Regions from separate parts of the Mus musculus genome. Here region 2 is linked to region 1. A link is a contact called in public promoter capture Hi-C data. All regions are on one chromosome and are shown on one strand. The core of a region is the stretch at or near the end of the contact, and the rest is flanking DNA. Distances in the headings are between cores, read along the strand shown. Region 1 overlaps Cyrib (CYFIP related Rac1 interactor B). Region 2 holds the start of Cyrib (CYFIP related Rac1 interactor B).

Region 1 (3,914 bases), core at 507-3,006:
TATTAAGTCAGGTGTCCCTTATTTTCTATGTGGATCAAGCTTTCTTAAGTTAGTATCCCTGTAAGGTCTAAAACACATCAAATGGTTTTTACATTTGGTTACCAATAATCTTAAACCAGAAAAGGGACCATCCATGCTAAAATGGGAGGCTCAATCAATCATAGCCATTTTTATCATAGTTCGAATTTCCCCTGTAGCATCCAAGTAGCTATTCAGCTACTGTTTAAATGTTCTTTGTAGAACTTATTTAGATTTCAGCCATTTCAACAGGAAATGTGTCACTGTAGGGGTGGGGTTTGAGATCCTCCTCTTAGCTGCCTGAAAGACAGCAGTCTTCTTCTGTTTGTCTTCTGAACAAGATGTAGAACTCTCAGCTCCTCTAGCACCATGCTTGCCTGGATGCTGCCATGCTTCCTGTCTTCATAACAGACTAAACCTCTGAACCTGTAAGCCAGCCCCAATTAAACATTGTACTTTATAACAGTTGCCTTGGTCATGGTACCTATTCACAGCAATGGAAACCCTAACTAAGACAGTACTTAAATAGTCTTACCATACTAATTGGACTCTGGCAGTGGCCATCATTACAAGGTTACACTGTCAAGTAGGTGGTAATTACAAATAAATACATTGTTTTTTTTTTCATTATATCAGTTTTAAAAAATACTGTCTTACTTCATTTTAAGAGTATAAACAAACTCTCTGGGTAAATTTTATTTTATTTGAGTCAGGATTCACTATGTAGACCAGGTAAGCCTCAAATTCCAAGGCATTTAAAGTAACAATGTAAATGCTGGTGCTTCTATTTTTTTAAAGGCAAATTTATAGACAAAAACTAAAAATGTATTTTCTTAATAGCATAGAATTTTAAATAATTTAAAACCATTATAAGACCAAATGTAGTCTGCATATATCATATAAAAAGTATGTCACTATTACAGCTTTTAAAGTTGTAATAACACACACACACATACACACACGTATCTTAATATATCTTATATAGCATGTAAGTTAGACATACATATACAAGCCAAAGTTTAACTCATTTATTGTTTTAATATTCCTACCATATGTTCAAAGTTGCTGGGAGGGATAAAAAAGAAAAGAACATAAATGAAAGAGGACAGAAGCACGCATACCAAGTAAAGAATGTGTGAAATGTTGGGAAAAACTCAACTTCTGAATCTTGTGAAAGAAACCTAAGAACTAGAGAAATTCAGCGATTTAGGTCAAACCAGCAACTAGTGGAACAGTAGCGTTTCCTTTAAGAAACCTGGGACTGCATTTTGTAAGAACATCTTTAAGATGGAGTACTGAAGCCCGATCATACTTACAGAAAGAACTCAGTATCATCATAATTCAACTGTGGCCCCTTTAAAACTAATGTTGGTGGTGCTTTTGCAATCAACCAAATTGCCATCGATCTCCATTCCCTGAACCTGAAAGTGCCTATCAAATGTTCTTTCCCAAAGCATATTGTTTCTGTTGTTACTGACCAGCAAACAGAATTGTCTTCAAAGCCTTTTCACAAACTTCTAATCTATATGATTAAGGTATTTCAAAGGAATGGACATACACACCCTCTTCATTGGAGACAAGGTCTCTCTATCTGTACCTCAAATAACTGCTAGCCACAAATTTGCATTGCTCCTCTCCTGTCTCAACCTCCAGAATGCTGGGTCTATATACAGTCTTACAACCGTACCAGGCAGCTCTTTCCTTTTAAGATCAGTTATATAGGATCAGGAAAACTACACTCACTGAAGAAGAGTGAGAAAGGAAGGAGGATGTGGTTTCTCACTGTTCAGAGACTGCAATGTCTATGAAACTGAACAGGAAACATTTTACCAACTTCTACATGAAAAATGAGCATGACTTTTCATCAAGATTATGGTCAACAAGTTATAGCAAAAGTAGTTTCCATGAACTTGTCACTAATTAAAATTACAAATATGTTTACAGTAGTTAGCAGTTATTCTACAGAAGTGGTTCTCAACCTTCCTAATGCTGCAACCCTTTAATATAGTTCCTCATGTGTGGTAACCCCAAACATAAAGTTATTTTCATTGTTACTTCATTACTGCAATTTTGCTACTGTTATGTATCAAGCTGTAAATATCTGTATTTTTCAATAGATTTAGGCAACCAAGTGAATGGGTCACAACCCACAGGTTAAGAACTGCTGTTCTAAAGTTTATAATCTGGTGAAAGGACAGATTAGCTGACCATAATCTGCATATTTGTGACAGTATTTCAATGTAACTGGGTTCTTCACATAAGCATGAGTCATTAGGACCATTACTGTGGGTCAGAGGTCACAGGCTCCTACAGATTTCCAAAGATGTCCTTAGCATGACAACTGGTGACACAGATCAGAGAAACAATGACAATTCTGAGGGGTCCTCATTAGGACTGTCATATCTCCTCTAATAAAATGACGAGTTTTGAAATATAAGTATATTTTCCTTTGTAACTTAGAAGAGGACAGAATTTTAAGATAAAATATTTATCTTAAAATATTTTAAATTATTTAAACATTTAAATATTAGATATTTTAAAATACCTTAAATTTTTAAAATAAAAATAAATTTTTTACAACACATTTTTAACTAGAAAACCACAAAGTACACATATAAAACTAAGATTTTAAAATATCTATACATTTCTAAAAGTAAAATATTGGCAAAATATATAATCAAAGGATTACATATATTTATGTACTCAAGACCCTTTAATGGCAATTGTTTGTTTCTAAGATTTTAAAACATTTTTACTTAATCTTTGCTATTTAATATGCATGGGTCGATGTACATGTTTGAGTGTGCACCTGGAGGTCAGAGGACACCTTGTCAGAACTAGTCATTTGCTTCTTCCATTTAGGTTCTGAAACTCCAACTCACATTCAGACTCACAGCGAGTACTCTCACCTCCTGTGCCATCTCAGTGAAACCTTCAGACATTTTTCTTAAAGGACTAAAACTAACAACAAGATAGAATTCTTATTTAAGATGATGTATAAAAGTTTCTCTCTAATTCTCAATGGATAGGTACCATATTTTCCCCCTCTCACTTATTATACTATTAAGGTTATAGCTTGAACTTTTATTGATCAATTCTACTTGTTATAGAGAAAGAAATCAAAAAAAAAAAACCATATACCTCTCCTACTTGAAGGGCTGTAAGTAGAAGTTCTAATTAATTTATATGTTCCCCATTATTCCCTAAGACAGAAATTATACAATATTATCTACATATACTTTTAGTAAGTTTTATATTGACTTCAATATATAAAAAAACTTTTCCCTAAATGATATTTTCTTAATGTAGGTTTATATTTATTTTATATTTCACATATGTCTCAACAATCAATTCCCCCAAAGACATATTTACCTTCAGCCAGTGCTGGTGATTTTGTCCTTGTCCTTCTATCTGTTTAAAGAAGAGAAAGGGAAGACGAGTCTAAAACATCGTTATACTTCCAAGTAAGTCATTACAACAAACCTCAACTGTAAGTACCCAAGTTCCCCAGAACCACATACAAAGCCGAACACAGTGGTATTTGACTTATCATTCCAGAGTCAGAGAAGAAGGGAACACAGAGACTCTTCCAAGCTCACCAGACTGCCAGCCTACCCAAATTGTTTCAGGTTCAGTTAAAGACTAGCACACAGCGCTCGTTCTCTCTCTCTCTCTCTCTCTCTCTCTCTCTCTCTCTCTCTCTAACACACACACACACACTCGTCCCCCTCTCTCAAGTGAAGAGTTGTTGAAGAAAATTACCCAACTTTGATCTCTAGCCTCTACATATACACACACAACCACCTACACAAAAAACCACATATATTACATATACACACCACATCATACATTCATGAAATGTTGTAACATGTGTATTTCCTTGGATGAATCCAACC
Region 2 (3,914 bases), core at 418-2,917, 91 kb after region 1:
CTCTCTCTCTGTGACACACACACACACACACACTCATAATCTACAGCATACTTATTACAAAGTGCCTCCAGGAAGAAAGCCTAGCCAGGTGACCTGTTCTGCAGGCTCCACCACAGGAGAAAAAGCCACCTCCCCCAGCCTCCTTCCCAGTTACATGGAGCCCAGGGCCTGGGAAATCATTCCAGCTGGCAACCCTGCCAGCCACCTCCACTGTCATCGCAAAAAAAAAAAAAAAAAAAAAAAAGCTTCCTTTTTCTCCACACTGAATACAACCCTCCAAGAATAGGGAGAGTCTCAATCAAAATCAGAGTGGAAGCTTCCTCAGAGGGAGTCCCTATTTCCTCCAGGGATCCGCGGATTTCTGGAGGCTGAAGTAACAAAACATGGCTCTGGTGATGATGGGGTGGAAGTTAAGGGCAAAGAAGGCAAAAATGAGGAAGCCTACGGGCTCACTTCTCAAAATTTACCAGCCACCAATTCATTTCACAACTATCTATAGGAAGCCTCCCTGTGCTCCCGCCCGGCACGTGTCTTAAGGGATGAAGGCATTAAAGGGGAGGTGACATTCCCACCCTGAACCTCAAGGCCAGGAAACCTAGTCCCATTTACTGCAGGCCAGAACTGAGAGCGGCCCATTTTACAGACACAAGGAGCCGAAAGACCCAGAGAATGCAGACAACTTGGCCAAGGTCACAAAGCTTGTGAGTGGTAGGACCAAGAATTAGACAGAGGTGCACAGCCACGTGACTCTCCCTGCTGCGCCACCTTCACACTCAAGCCCTCCCCCACCCCTCCATTTCTAGCGGCAGGGTGGGGATCTGAGACAACCCCCTAGGGCTCTGCTTGCAAAGGAAGTCCGGGTTCCTCTTTCCTCCCACCCCAGACACAAGACCCACATTCAGAGGACACACGGATTCCTTCCAGACCTACTGTGTGTGCACGACCCCCAGAAAGCCCTGTGGGCTCCAAATGCCTCCACCTCTGAACACTAAACTTCCATTTTTCAAAAAAAAAAAAAAAAAAAAAACTGATAATGATGATGATGATGCCGATGATGATGAAAACATAACGGGCAAAGAGGAAGTGCTGTTTAAACGCCGGCGGGGGTCGGAGCAGAAGGAAGTCAGGCTGGTGCGAGTCTATTCGCCCTTTTGGTTCCTCAATTCAGCCTCCTGGCCTGGAACCCCCACCCCCACCCCCAAAATGAAGTTAGCGGAGGGCAGCGCGGAGCCCGGGTCAGGCCCTGCAGCGCTCACCTGGCCTGCAAGAGGGGTGTGCCCGGGGACAACCACTCGGACCCCGCGCCCCAGCCTCCCAGTGCACAGCGCCCCAGGCGCTCGCTCGCTCCCTCCCTGCAGCCCGGTGAACCAGGGCGGCGACGCCGCAGCAGGCTCCCGGCCGGCCCTGCACGTACCTGGCGGCCCGACGGGCGGGCGGGCGAGCTGGCGGCGGGAGCCTGCGGTGCACACACGCCGCTTCCGGGTCGGCGGCTCGCGCGTCCCCGCCGCAGGTTCGCGAGCGGCCCCGCCGCGGCAGCAAGCGACAGCAGCAGCAGCAAACGGCAGCAGCAGCGGCCCGGCCCCGGCGCGGCCAGAAATCGCTATAAAAGGAAGAGGCGGCGAGGAGGAAGAGGAAGCGCTGTTTACCTTCGCAGCCCAGCCCGGCGCCGCACAAAAGGAGGACGCGACGCGCCGCCCCCCGCGCCCGGGCCCCGCCGCAGCACGGGCCCCGCGTCACCGCGCCCGGGACCGCCCCGCACCGCCCCCGCCCCAGCCCGCACAGTGACCTTGGGCGAGTCCCGGGCGCCTAGGCCCGACCCCCAGGGCGCCGGGTCCCCGCGGCCCCTCCCTCACCTGGGACGAGGGGTCGAGATGCGCTCGGCTCGGGCGCCACCTGCCTGGCTGCCCCTGGACCGCGGGAGCCGGGCAGAAAAACACCCATGGGGTCCAGTGGTGCAAGCCCGGGCACCAATAAAGCAGAGGCGATGCGAGGAGGGGGTCTGGGCTACCCACACGGTCACACGGTCGTCCCAGGACTTGTGATTTAGCGAAGGGGAAACTCCCCAAATACCATCTCCTTGTTGGGATTTTTGGTGTGGGGACCCCTGTCCTTCCCTTTGCCTAGGACATCATTAAGGGGCATTTTCCCCCTCTCCTTTACTCCTCTGCCCTCAAGTCCATGTCATCGTTATCTTGATTTTCAACCAGATTTTTCAGGAATATTTAATGTTCCGTGAAATATCTTTTCCCTGACCTCTAACGTGGTATCAAAAGGGTTACATCCACAACTTTTGCCCCTCCTTCTCATTCTTATCACCCCTCCACCTGTGCTAGGGGCTTGGGGGTACAATATTGGGGACTGATTTACCTTGGACTATTTCATCTTTAACAAAGGGGTGTGTCCAGATTTTCCTTAACCTGGGCCAATTCGGGGAACTTGGGGTTGCTGAGGCCTCCAGGACGGTTCTCAGGGAATTTTTTTGATTGCAAAAAAACTTTGTAGTGCTGGGTAGAGCCACTCTGATGATGAAAGCTTGCTTGCACTGGGACAAGCGAGAAAGGGTGTGTGGCCCACTTGGCATAGCAAACCCAAAGGGAAAGCAGAAGTGCTTTCTAGAAGTCTCTGGAGGTTTTTAGGCCAAGGGAAGAATTGCCTGGGAGGCTAAGGGCCTGAGTTCAAGTCCTCCCTGACCATTGCACTTCATGACCCTGGTCCAACATCAGAGCCTGCCAGGGCATCAGAACTCTTGGCTCTGGGGAGCAGATGCCATCTTAACAGTGTAAGAAGTGGTCTGAATATTGAATCAACGGTCAGCTATAAAGTTGAGGGGACAGCAGAAGAGGTTTTAAACCTGGGCACAGCAGAGAGCATGCAAAATGGGAGGGCCTCAGTCTGGAAGTTCAGAGTGAACCAGGTGCCAGAGGCTGTGCCCACCTCACTTAGCTCTCACCACAGTCCATGAAGCAGCCTGCCCAGAGTTACACATGAAGAGGCTGAAGCAGGGACAGATGGCATCAGCCTGAGGTCATGCCTATCACATACCAGAGGAGCCAGGCAAGCACCCAGGTTGTGTCACTTGAAGCCCAAGGACGTGCCCAGTCTGAGCCATGTGAAATGGAACAGACTGTAATGAGTCTATATACAGAACCTAGAAAGGCTATGACCATTGCTGCTGCTCCTATTGGAATAAGTGTTAAAAGACTCAAGGACCTAAGAAGCTGGGGGGACTTCAAACAGCTTAGGGCAATTGGAGTGCAGCCTGAGTGTGGGCAGGAGGCAGGGAAGAGCAGGGGAAGAGGAGGGCATGGTCAGGGGTCTACACTTAGCCTGTGTTCCACTGAGTTCACCACTTGCTAGCTTGAATTCCAACCAGTCATTCCCATGTGTCTCAGATAGGAAAGTCTGTTCCCAGATTCAGAGGCTGAGTCTTGCTTGTTCAATCAGACTCTGGTATGCTTGTCAGATGCAAGCAAATGGAGAGCTGGAAAGAGTGTTTTCAGAGTCTTTGTGGCAAGTCTGTGGTGGCCTGAGAGATCAACCCTGACAATAAATAGTGAACTCCAACATCCTGTAAGGAACACTACCTGCCATTCCCAACGACACAGGCACAGGCACGTCATGTACCCCCTCCCCGGCCCCCCCCACTGTCACTCGTCCATCTGTAAATGGATATGATAATGTCACCTTCCTTCCGGTATAGGAAGGACTGACTACATGAGATGATGAATTTTACATGATTTGCCAACTGTGGTGCCATCTTTTTATCTTAATATTAAAATCTGGATCTCATGGCATCTTTCGAGCAAAAACTTGTATTTCCTTTGTGTGTGTGTTTGCAGGAGCGGATGCTGCCCTGCCTAAAAATCGACAGAAGGTGAAAGTCAGGTGACTCAGGCACTTACTGTTGTCCTGCT

The links. Promoter capture Hi-C pulls out the DNA fragments that hold promoters and counts their contacts.
Region 2: a promoter capture Hi-C map of neutrophils shows a contact between it and region 1. The contact joins the promoter of Cyrib here to the enhancer-like site in region 1. A contact is called at or near these places in 5 of 39 promoter capture datasets (the C10 cell line, the HPC-7 cell line, macrophages and 2 more), 1 of 484 Hi-C or Micro-C datasets (nephron progenitors), 4 of 115 datasets of contacts at active chromatin or transcription factors (astrocytes, bone marrow-derived macrophages, embryonic stem cells and 1 more) and 3 of 9 other capture datasets (adipose tissue, liver and macrophages).

The regions. Positions count from the first base shown.
Region 1 is chr15:63,967,540-63,971,453 of GRCm38.p6, forward strand. Cyrib (CYFIP related Rac1 interactor B) reads right to left here. Exons shown (of 13, transcript NM_001360036.1): 3 at 3,391-3,429. Among named protein-coding and RNA genes, the nearest start is that of Gm25628, 56 kb to the right of the region's middle. Within about 2 kb of position 1,757, at least 21 of the 459 cell types and tissues checked have an H3K27ac peak or open chromatin away from gene starts, as enhancers often do. A contact at or near this core is called in the HPC-7 cell line, bone marrow-derived macrophages, neutrophils and 1 more, where this site is marked.
Region 2 is chr15:64,058,781-64,062,694 of GRCm38.p6, forward strand. It overlaps Cyrib (CYFIP related Rac1 interactor B), which reads right to left and starts at 1,668. Exons shown (of 13, transcript NM_001360036.1): 1 at 1,415-1,668.